Regions from separate parts of the Mus musculus genome. Here region 1 is linked to region 2. The links are chromatin contacts, called in public HiChIP or PLAC-seq maps. All regions are on one chromosome and are shown on one strand. Each heading gives the region's core, a stretch centred on a gene start, on an enhancer-like site or on the middle of the called end of the contact. The rest is flanking DNA. Distances are from core to core; before and after follow the strand shown.

What was found. HiChIP or PLAC-seq counts read pairs in DNA pulled down with a chosen protein or histone mark.
Region 1: a BATF HiChIP or PLAC-seq map of CD8 T cells shows a contact between it and region 2, with 9 read pairs. The contact joins two enhancer-like sites. A contact is called at or near these places in 1 of 15 datasets of contacts at CTCF or cohesin (CD8 T cells), 4 of 484 Hi-C or Micro-C datasets (B cells, CD8 T cells, effector CD8 T cells and 1 more) and 2 of 115 datasets of contacts at active chromatin or transcription factors (CD8 T cells and bone marrow-derived macrophages).

Annotation. Positions count from the first base shown.
Region 1 is chr17:50,566,967-50,572,507 of GRCm38.p6, forward strand. All of the region lies in intron 1 of Plcl2 (phospholipase C-like 2), which reads left to right. Among named protein-coding and RNA genes, the nearest start is that of Plcl2, 60 kb to the left of the region's middle. Within about 2 kb of position 3,430, at least 44 of the 459 cell types and tissues checked have an H3K27ac peak or open chromatin away from gene starts, as enhancers often do. A contact at or near this core is called in CD8 T cells, where this site is marked.
Region 2 is chr17:50,448,637-50,454,277 of GRCm38.p6, forward strand. No RefSeq gene overlaps it. Among named protein-coding and RNA genes, the nearest start is that of Gm31015, 27 kb to the left of the region's middle. Within about 2 kb of position 3,460, at least 15 of the 459 cell types and tissues checked have an H3K27ac peak or open chromatin away from gene starts, as enhancers often do. A contact at or near this core is called in CD8 T cells, where this site is marked.

The sequences.
Region 1 (5,541 bases), core at 2,180-4,679, 120 kb after region 2:
ACACTCTCCCCCTATTTTCTCCCCCCTCCCCGGGCTCACCAACCCACCCACTCCTGCTTCCTGGCTCTGGCATTCCTCTACACTGGGACATTGAGCCTTTTCCCCCCATTGATATCCAACTAGGCTATCCTCTGCTGCACATGCACCTGGAGCCATGAGTCCCACCATGTGTGCTCTTTGGTTGGTGGTTTAGTCCCTGGAAGCTCTGAGGGTACCGGTTGGTTCATATTGTTGTTCCTCCTATGGGGCTTCAAACCCCTTCAGCTCCTTGGGTCCTTTCTCTACCTCCTCCATTGGGGACCCGATAATCAGTCCAATGGATGGCTGTGAGCATCCACTTCTGTATTTGTCAGGCACTGTTAGAGCCTCTCAGGAGAGAGCTATATCGGGCTCCTGTCAGCAAGCACTTGTTGGCATCCACAACAGTGTCTGGGTTTGGTGATTGTATATGGGATGGATCCCCAGGTGAGTCTGTCTCTGGATTGTCATTTCTTCAGTCTCTACTCCAAACTTTGTCTCTGTAGCTCCTCCCATGGGAGTTTTGTTCCCCCCTTCTAAGATGGATTGAAGTATCCACACTATGGTCTTCCTTCTTCTTGAGTTTCATGTGGTTTGTGAATTGTATCTTGGGTATTCCAAGCTTCTGGGCTTCTGGGCTAATATCCACTTATCAGTGAGTGCATATCATGTGTGTTCTTTTGTGATTGGGTTACCTCACTCAAGATGATATCCTCCAGATCCATCCATTTGCCTACGGATTTCATAAATTCATTGTTTTCAATAGCTGAGTAGTACTCCATTGTGTAAATGTACCATATTTTCTGTATCCATTCTTCAGTTCTTTCCAGCTTATGGCTACTATAAATAAGGCTGCTATGAACATAGTGGAGCATGAGTCCTTATTACATGTTGGAGCATCTTCTTGGTATATGCCCAGGAGTGGTATAGATAGGTCCTCAGGAAGTACTATGTCCAATTTTCTGAGGAACCTCCAGACTGATTTCCAGAGTGGTTGTACCAGCTTTGCAATCCCACCACTAATGGAATAGATTTCCTCTTTCTCCACATCCTCGCCAGCATCTGCTGTCACCTGAGTTCTTGATCTTAGCCATTGTGATTGGTATGAGGTGGAATCTCAGGGTTGTTTTGATTTGCATTTCCCTGAAAATTTTGACTCTTTTGTTTGTTTTTTGAGACAGTGTATCACAATGTATATAGCCTTGGCTTGTCTGGCCTCGAACTCACAGTGTTGTCTCTGTCTCAGCTTGGTTGAAGGGTGTGGGCCACCATGCAAAGCCTCTGGCTGAATTTTATATGGTCTTACAAAGCAGGTATTTGTTTTCAGAACAAGAATAGGCTCCTAGAACTCAACATCACTAATTACTTTGGTACATTAAAAATTAATTAGTAATAAATAAATATAATTTTTTAAAAAAGGTTAAATTAGTAAATTGAGATCTGGAGATAGGTTAAGAGGAGACTCAAAGGTCTTCTCTTCTCTTCTCTTCTCTTCTCTTCTCTTCTCTTCTCTTCTCTTCTCTTCTCTTCTCTTCTCTTTTCTCTTGCTTTTGAGACAGGGTTTTTCTGCATAGTCCTGGCTTTTCTGAAATTTATTCTAGACCAGGTTGATTTTGAACTCAGAACTCTGCCTCCTGAGTGCTGGGATTAAAAGCATGCTCAGCTGAGAGGGCTCTTTCTAAAAAGACTGGTCTCTATAGATTCCAAGCCAAAGACAGGAATCATAGGGCAAATCAGTTATAATTATTACACTTAGCTTTTCTGTGTTGGTGTGTATATCAAAGAACAATAAAAGTCTTTCTTAAAATGCCTGCCTGCCCTTCAGACAATGCTGATCATGAGATTCTCTGGTTGTGACATTTTGCAAACATTTAGCTTATTCAAATGAAGCACCCCACCTGTCATAGAAATTTGGAAGATCAAAACCTCTATTTGACTATGTACTGTAATCGCTGTGGGTTGCATACTTAGACTAGAAATTGGGGTATACTTCTTCACATGTGGTTTAATTTCCTCCTCATTATTGCTTAGTTTTAAAGATGTTTCCTCTTTGTTAACACTGACAGTATAGATAAAGCGAGTCTGAAGAGCCATGCTCCAGCTTCAGTCTCCCCAGTGAGTGTTATGTGGAGATTTAATTTTGGGTGACAAGTGACAGTTTTACACTGTACCTTTTGATAACATGATAGAAATATTATGTAAGTTTGAAAGATAATGGTTTATGCATGCTCTGTTGTTCCATGTTAAAATGTACTTGTCTTGCATAATATTTAGCACCACTTTTCAGTCCAAATTGTGTTAATTCATTGTTAACTGTATTTTTACTCATTGCTTAAGTGGTGAATTATAGAAAGTCTTTTGCCAAAACAGAGAACCTTGCTTACACTGGACAATTAATCATGTGTAGATCTGTTTTTTAAAAGCTTTAATGGCTTTATAACACTTTTGGATAATTGGGTAGGATAAATGTTTCTGTCCTTTAATGGATTTTAAAAGGCCATAAAATAATACGTGGAATTTAGAACTATAGTCAGTTTCATTTCAGTGATCACTGCCTACAGAAGAAAGAGGAGGCATTCCAAAAACAAACAAACAAACAAACAAACAAACAAACAACTCCTGCCACCCCAAACCCACCAAGCCTTGGAAAGAAATACATGGAGCCTAGCCCCCCCCCCCCCATTTGCTGTTCAGTCTTAAATTTCATCTAGAGTGGGACTGGGCATCTACAGAGACCGACCTGCAATGTGGAAGCCACTGCCTTGAGAAAAAGCAATTCCCCGTGAAAGACTGTGCAGTGCTTTTGTTTGTTTTTAGTTTCATTGGCCCTTGTTGGAATACATTTCTACATAAAACCAAGAATGTATGTGTGTGTGTCTGTGTGTGTGTGTGTGTGTGTGTAGGAATGGGTTTGAGTGGGCAGTGAAGAATCCGAGAGACTTTCCAAGCAGCTGGTTCTGTGTACCTGAAGCTCTGCAGCTGACCCTTTGGCCAGGGTGGGGAGGGTAACATTGGAAAGTGTGGAGGGAGAAGGGGAAGAGGGGAAAAGGTGTGATCATATTTTAATTTCAAAAAATATTTTAAAAATATTCTAGATATTTTAAAGATTCTGATTTTTAGAGCGATTTTTTAAAAATGACTATGGGACTCTTAAAGTTAGACTTTTTTTTATACTTGTTTCAATTTTCTTTTTTTTTTAAAGATTTATTTATTTATTACATGTAAGTACACTGTAGCTGTCTTCAGAAGAGAGCGTCAGATCTCGTTACAGATGGTTGTGAGCCACCATGTGGTTGCTGGGATTTGAACTCTGGACCTTCGGAAGAGCAGTCGGGTGCTCTTACCCACTGAGCCATCTCACCAGCCCAAAGTTAGACTTTTTTTTTTTTTATATTGTGTTCTACACTGTGCATTTCTCATTTTCTCTTTTTCAGTGCAATTCATTAACATCCTGTGTTTTACAATGTGCATTTCACACTATGTTCTACAATGTGCCGGCCTTAAAGTTAGACTTTTTAATGTGACATTTACATTAGGTATTAATTGGGAATAAATAAGAAAGGAAAGGTTATAGTTTATAGTTGTGTGATTGAGTATTTTAAAGTTACACTTTTTTAGTGTTGCCATATTAACATTAAGTATTATATCAATGGAAGTAGCAAAGAGAATAAACAAGAAAGGAAAGGTTAAGGCTTAGTAGTTGTGTGGTTATAGGTCAAGTCGTCAAGAGATCAGTTGTGTTGTTAGGGGCTTTGTTGTGGTGGTTGTTGTTAATTAGGAACAAGTTAGTCATCTTTGAAGCGTGAACCTCAATCGAAAAAAAATCCCTCTGTCAACAGCAGTTTTCAACCTATGGGTTACAACTTTTTGGGGAATTCAAATGAACCTTTCACGGGGCTAGCCTAATAGCATCCAAAACCACAGATATTTGCATGAATTGTAATTCATTACATCAGCAAAACTACAGTAATGAAGTGGAAAGAAAATACTTTTATGGTTGGGGTGGGGGTCACCACAACATGAAGAAGTGTGCTAAAGGTTGCAGCATGTGGAAAGTTGAGTCACTGTTCTATCACATTGGCCTGGAGGCAAGCCTGTGGGGATATTTTCTTGATTAATAATTGATGTTGGAGGGCTCAGACCACTGTGGGCAGTGCCACCTGAACTGGTGATCTTAGATTGTATCAGAAAGCAGAGTGAGCAAGCCATGGGGAGCAAGCCAGTAAGCAGCACTTTCCAGGATCTCAGTTTCAGTTCCTGCCTCCGGGTTTCTGGTTTGTCTGCCTGCCCTTCCTGTTTTGATGATGGACTATGTTTTGTTGATGATGAATTATAAAGTAAAAATAAACTCTTTCCTCCCCAAGTTGCCATACACACACACACACACACACACACACACACACACACACACACACTCAGAGCAGCTCTTGTCTCCCCATCTCTTGTTTTACTTTCCATCACAATACTTTTATCACCCTGCATGCCACACGTGTATCGGTATTGTTTGTGTGAGTGTGTGCTTTCAACTAGTTGTGAATTTTGTTTCCTTCTTTTCTTCCACTTTCAATGAATCCCTCTGTTAACTAAGTTAATGAGTGCAAATGTTTGCCACAAAACTGTATGTTACTTCAGTAATTGGCAAGATTTTAATTATTTTCTCCTTGGCTTTCCTCAGAAAGTTTTTTTTACTCTTTCCTCTTAAGAAATTCAAATCAAAACTTAGTTGCTGACTATGAATAGTTTTCTAGTTATAAAAATCTCTTTCCTGGTCTGGATTGATGGCGCAGAGGTGAAGAGCATTCCTTGATGTTTCAGAGGACCTTAGTTTGAATTCCATCACTCACATAGTGGTTCACAACCATTGGCAACTTTAGTTTCAGGGGATCTGATACTCACTTCTGACCTTCATGGGTACCAAGCGTTTATGTGGTATGCATACATATAGGATACATATAGGATAAACATGCACATGTAAAATGTAATAAATAATTCTAATGAAAATTTTTAAGTAAGGATTCAATTGTTAAAAATTGTTGGGAGAAAATTAATTTGGAGGTTAATCGGCTTATATGATATCAATAGTAGAATTCTTCTTATCACTCTCACAAAATGACTCATGAGTCATTGAGGAGTAGTTGATGGTGGTGAACAAAGAAAACAGTGATGTTTTGCTAGATTAAGGCCTGAATGTGTATAAAATTTTTCACATTATTTCTTTTTTTTATTTATTTTATTTTTTATTTGATATTTTTCTTTATTTACATTTCAAATGTTATACCCTTTCCTGGATTCCCCTCTGAAAAACCTCTACCCCCTCCACCCCCCTGCTCACCAACTCACCCACTCCCACTTCCTGGCCCTGGCATTCCTCTACACTGAGGCATAGAGCCTTTACAGGACCAAGGGCCTCTCCCTGCATTGATGTCTGACTAGGCCATTCTCTGCTACATATGCGGCTGGAGCCATGAGTCCCACCATGTGTGCTCTTTGGTTGGTGGTTTAGTCCCTGGGAGCTCTGGGGGT
Region 2 (5,641 bases), core at 2,210-4,709:
ACTATGAAAATTACAAGGTATTATTTTTAAAACTTACAGAAGATCCAAATAAAATTAAAACTGAGCCCTCTCCCTACTCATGGCTTAGAAAACGTATTGTTCAGACGACCATAGTCCCAAAGCCAGCCTCAACGTAATCTTTGTCAGAATCCCAGAGGATTCCTTTGTCCAAATATGCAAGAATTCACATGGAATTGCAAAGGGACACCAAACAGATAAAAATAATTTTGGCAAAACAAGAAACAAAGCTGGAGGACTCACAGCTGGCTGGCTAGTAGCGCTGTCCAGGGGTAAATTTGTCAACTGGACAGTTAGAGAGCAAATGTGTACTGTCACCGCTCATCTGATGCGAATATTAACTCATAATGAGTCAGAAGTGCAAATGTTTTTAGAAGAGCACACTGAAGTCTTCTTGGCCTAGGCTTTGGAGGGTTCAGACAATGATTAGATGTTATCATATTTTGGTTTTGAAGAACACCGTGGAGGAAGGGCAAGGCTGTGGTGGGAATAGTACAGATTGTAGGTCTGGGGGCTTTACTCAGGATGCAGATGCTGTCTGACTCATGACAGCTCAAACTAAAGGTTTTGGATTTTATGATGCTGCAAAGATGACATGTTCAGTAGAAACCCTGCTTCAGATTTTGAATTTTGATCTCTTCTTGGGGTAGTGGTAGTAAGAGACAGCATCAAGCTGGCCATGCAACCATGGGAACTGAGTTGCTAAGTGACAGTATTTGATGTATAGTAGGGAAGGTCTGTTAATTATCCCTTTAATTTTGATAATTGGGACTGTAATCACAATTAAGAACTCCTATAGCAGATAAGACAAGCACTTTTGGTCAAAAGTTAGCAATGGATCTAAATGAATGTTTCTCTAAAGACAAAAAAACTTAGCCATCAAAGAACCAAACCAAACCACAATGTTATACAATTTCACACTTTCCAGGTATTTAAAATAGAAAATCAAATAATAATAAGTGCTGACAAAGTTATAAAAAATGGCCAATATCATGTTATGAGTGGAAGTATAATATGACACAGCCACACTAGAAGACATTTTCATAGTTTTTCAGATGACTAAACCTACAGTTACTGTTACCCATAGCTCTACCCCCATAAGTACACTTGAGTGAAATGAACATTAATATTCATATCAATATTATTCATAATAACCCAAAGATGGAGGTGTTACAAATGTCCATCAATTGGTAGATGATGTGGTCTATTCAGTACAATGTTATGAAGGCTTAAAAAATGTGCTAATATGCTAAAATGTGAAAGAACTTTGAAGATATTATGCTAGAAATTTTATAGAAAATAACAGAAGCCATGTGTTATATGACTTGCTGCATATGAAATGTGCAGAGTAAGTGCATATGACGGAAATACAAAGTAGACTGGTAAGTTGCTTAGGACTGACAGGAGTAAAGAGAAGGTCCCTTTTTAAGAGAATAAAAATGTTCTGTAATTGATCATGGTGGTGGGTGAATAAAACTATGTTTTCCCAGGCATTGGTTTGTATGTTGTAAAGGGATAGATTGTGTGGTATGGGAATCATATATAAAAACTACTACAAAAAGAAAGGAAGGAAAAGGAGAGAGAACAGACTGAGATGCAGGAGGAAGTGGAGGGAAAGCCACATCTGCAGAAAGTGCGGGCAATTTAAAAGAAATGATGGTAGCAAGGATAGATATGAGGGGGGTTCTTTCAAGGGAGGAGTCATATGTGTGTGTGGGGGGAGTCAGCTTTGTAGAGTGACACCTTTTCAAATGGAACCTTCAGGGGGAGGAACAATAGTGAGAACAGAGATCCTGCAGCAGGGTGGCTTTGGCGCTTGGTGAAGAGCAGCATTGAGGCCCAAGTGGCAGAAACAGCAGAGAAGGAGGCCCAGAGGGTCACAGTCAGCTCCTCTTGTGACACAGAGACCACCCCATAACTGAGCACTTCAGGTTTGCTGAGTGAAGTGCAAGGCTTAGAACAGAACCGAATCGACAGAACATGCTTGATTCTGTTTTATAAAGTACCCTGTGGCTGTCCCATGGATAGACTTGGAAGGGCAGAGTTCTAAGTGTCCAGGTCAGAGAAGCAATGTTTGCTTCTATGGTCAAATGAACTCAGACAAATGAGAAAGGACACTTGGTGGGATCCATTGTATTTGATGATTCGATGATGGTATTCGCTCAAGTGTGGGACAGGATTTGTCATAAAATGTTCTTAGAAAAGACTCCATTGTGTTGGTATATGCCTGTAGTTCCAGTGCTCAGCCTGCTGAGGTGGGAACTTTAATCTGGGCTACAAAGAAGAGGAGAGGAGAGGAGAGGAGAGGAGAGGAGAGGAGAGGAGAGGAGAGGAGAGGAGCGGGGACGGGGACGGGGACAGGGACAGGGGCGAGGACAAGGAAAGATAAGCAAAGAAAAGAAAAGAGGAAAAGAAAAGAAAACCAAGAAACAAAACTGTAAGATTTCATTGAAGAACGAAAACAGTTGAACATCAGATAAACAGTTACCACGGCCATATTGCTCTTGGGGTTCCTGTGGGCAGCAAAGGCAGAGGAGACTCCCAAATACTCACTTTCTTCTGCTTCTAGGTAACTTCCATACAGTTATTTATGGGTCTGTAACTTTGTTGTGTGGTGAGAAGTGAGGAAAGAAGGGGAGAGATGCCTAAGGTAGATGTACCTCCAGCTTTTGTGTTCTTAGGTGCAAAGCTACATGGTAGATTAGGATCTCCTGACCTATGGAAGATTAGAAGGTAAGCTGATCCATCTCAGCAGCCTTGAGTTAAACATTTTTTTGTGGCAGCAAATGTCCACTTTCCTTAGCAGGTCATATTTTCTGCACACTACACATCACAGCCCCAGCCCATTTGGATAAGGGTATCTGGAAATGAACTCGTCCTCTCAGTGGTGATTTTCCTTGTTACTGTTGACTTCCTGGAGAATGAGGTAGCTGGTATGTTCCCATTACAATAGTATCATATTTGAGCAGAGCAGACCAGTCCGTAGCGTCCAGGAAAAGCCAGTGTGGTTGGACTCAGCCTCTTGATATTAGTGGAGGCAACCATCAAATGGTAATAAACTGAGCTGGCCTTCTCCCACATTTCTCCCCATAAATGGAGGCAAAAACATGAAGTCTACATTCAGCTGGAGGGGTTGGCAGCTGTTTGGAGAAATGAGCCTTGGCTAAGCTCCCTTGTGATGTTCCTGGCTGGTTTTTTATTCTCTTTTTATCCTGACGAATCAACTACATTCTAGCTTCCTTGCTGGCCAGAAGCTGTTCTGTGGGATCTAGACATAAAATGAGGGGAGGGGGGATGATGAAGGCTGTGTTGTCTTTTCAGCACTCAGCCAGCAAATCTGATGTTCTCTCTATTATAGCTTGATTAATAGAATACTTCGAGAGCATCAATAAAAAGAGCTGGTGTTAGCAGGATGTTCATCCTGGCAGGGCACAGTGGGCCCCTGGGAGTGATACAAGAACTTCTTACTCATCTCTGCATCTTCTGCCTTAGTACTTCATAATACTTTGGAATAATATGTGTGTTAATATTTTGGCAAAACTATGTGTCAGAGCATCTCACTCCCTCAGTTCCTAAGGGACCAGGGATCACTGGAATTGACTGACCCAGGACCCCATGCTGGTTGACCCCATGAGTTTCCCAAAGGCTCAGGAGTCTTCCTTTCTCATCCCTGTAAGATGTTCTGAGCTGTAGACAGCTCCTGTGGACAGAGTACACTAAGGGTTCAGCTCCAGTCACAGTAAACTTTTTCTGAGGTCTAGAAGCTTGGAGGCTAGCACAGTTGTTTGCTGAGCAAGAGATCACAAGGGAAGAGAACACTTCCTCCCAAGGCCTGTAGACAGCAATCTGGTGTCTAAGCCTCACCAGCCCCAACCTGTACACTCTGGTTGTAGCTGCTGGTTCCCACTTTTCTCATTTTGGCTGGGGTTGGGGTTGGGGTTGGGGCTGCAGAGTTTTGGCAGGGGAGACTGTAAAGGAAGACTGGCTGTCCCTCCTCATAGCTGTTTGCCAAACTTCCCACCAGCTGTAGAGCATCTGACTTCTTCACGTGTATCCTCCCCTTCCATGAGGTCCTTGATGCAAGTTAACTTCCTTTGCTTAGATAAAATTGGTGAGGTATAGTGTGTGTCCCAGACCCAAACCTAGCAATTGCTCACACACTCCCTGGGCTCTGCCTGGGTCCTACTGTCTACAGAGAGATGAGCTCATATCTTGTGCCGTATCCACGATCCTGTTGTGACCTGATTCATGCAGTAAAATTTTTTTGTCCACTTTCTATTTGATACTGTGATTAAATTAGTTGGGACCACTGAGGCCTCTTCAGTATGGAACTATCCCCATAGGGAATCAAGAGAGGTGTCCCAAGCTGTTGATACAGGCATGGAATCCTAACACTCAGGGGGCAGGCAGAAGAATCAAGAGTTCCACATCACTCTCAGCTGTATATTGAATTTGAAACAAGAGACCCTTTCTTAATGAAAATAAGACAAAGCACGTGTTCCTCTGTGGTGGCCAGCTTCATGTGTTACTGTGAGTAAGGAAACAATCACAGATAATTCAATAACCTGCCCAGGTGTGGAAGAGGGGTGAGTTCCCTCAGTGATCTGGGTATCCCTGATCCAAAAGCACCATAGGCAGAGTTAAGGCTTTCCCTGAAGACAAAAGATCCTGCCTACAGCCTGCAGCTTGCAGTTCCTGCCCGTGGAGTCAAGTCTGTCCATCCAGGCTCCACCATCACACAGACAAATGTGGGCGGTAATTATTAGTGTCTGTCCTGCTGCTCCTGAAAACCCAAGTGAAGTGTCCTCTTCAGTGGCATCACCCACATCTGTGTTGATCACACTTTGTCAGCTGGTAGCTGAAGGTCTAGGTTGGTGGGCAACTTGGTGGCCCTCATTGGTCACCCTACATACTATGTTGACTGAGGAAGGGTCCATCATTCTAGGTAACTTTGGGGTGTCTGGGAATGGGTGGGAAATGGAGCTGGAGCCCAGGATGAGGAACTCAGATGACATGCATGCTGGCCCTGGTTGGGTAAGCCACTGGAGGGCCTGGAGTAGTACCATGGAAGTCAGGACTCTATCAACAAAGCAAAACCCAAGCTACCAAGTGTGGAATATGCCCAAATAACTGGCACCTCCCATCTAGATGCCAGGGGTACCTGGACTACACACCAGATATTATTTGAAGGAGAACAACTGTATGGGGTGGGGCCAGCAGACCATCTCCTAGTGTGTAAAAATGTAGGAATGGACTTTCTCCAAGTTTTCTTTTTCCCTCTGAATGTCGTCACTCTTAAGATTTTCTTTGACGCAGTTATCAGCTTCTAATAGTAGTTAGAAAGGTCTTCAAGATAAAGGCTGTTTGACCAAAGCTTCCAGTGGGCCATTCTGAGAATCTGTATTGTGCAAAGTCAGCCTTACAGGAGGCTCACCCCGTTTCCCTATAATTTTCCTACGCTATCTTCTGAGACACATTTGTGCAACTGGAAAATTCTGCCAAGTACTGTTTATCACACTTTCTCCGTTTGCTTTCCAAGTACCAGATTGTGAGAGAATACACCTTCCTTGCTGAGATAATAGTGGTTTTTCTCAGAACCTCTCAGAGAGGAGTGACCTGAGTC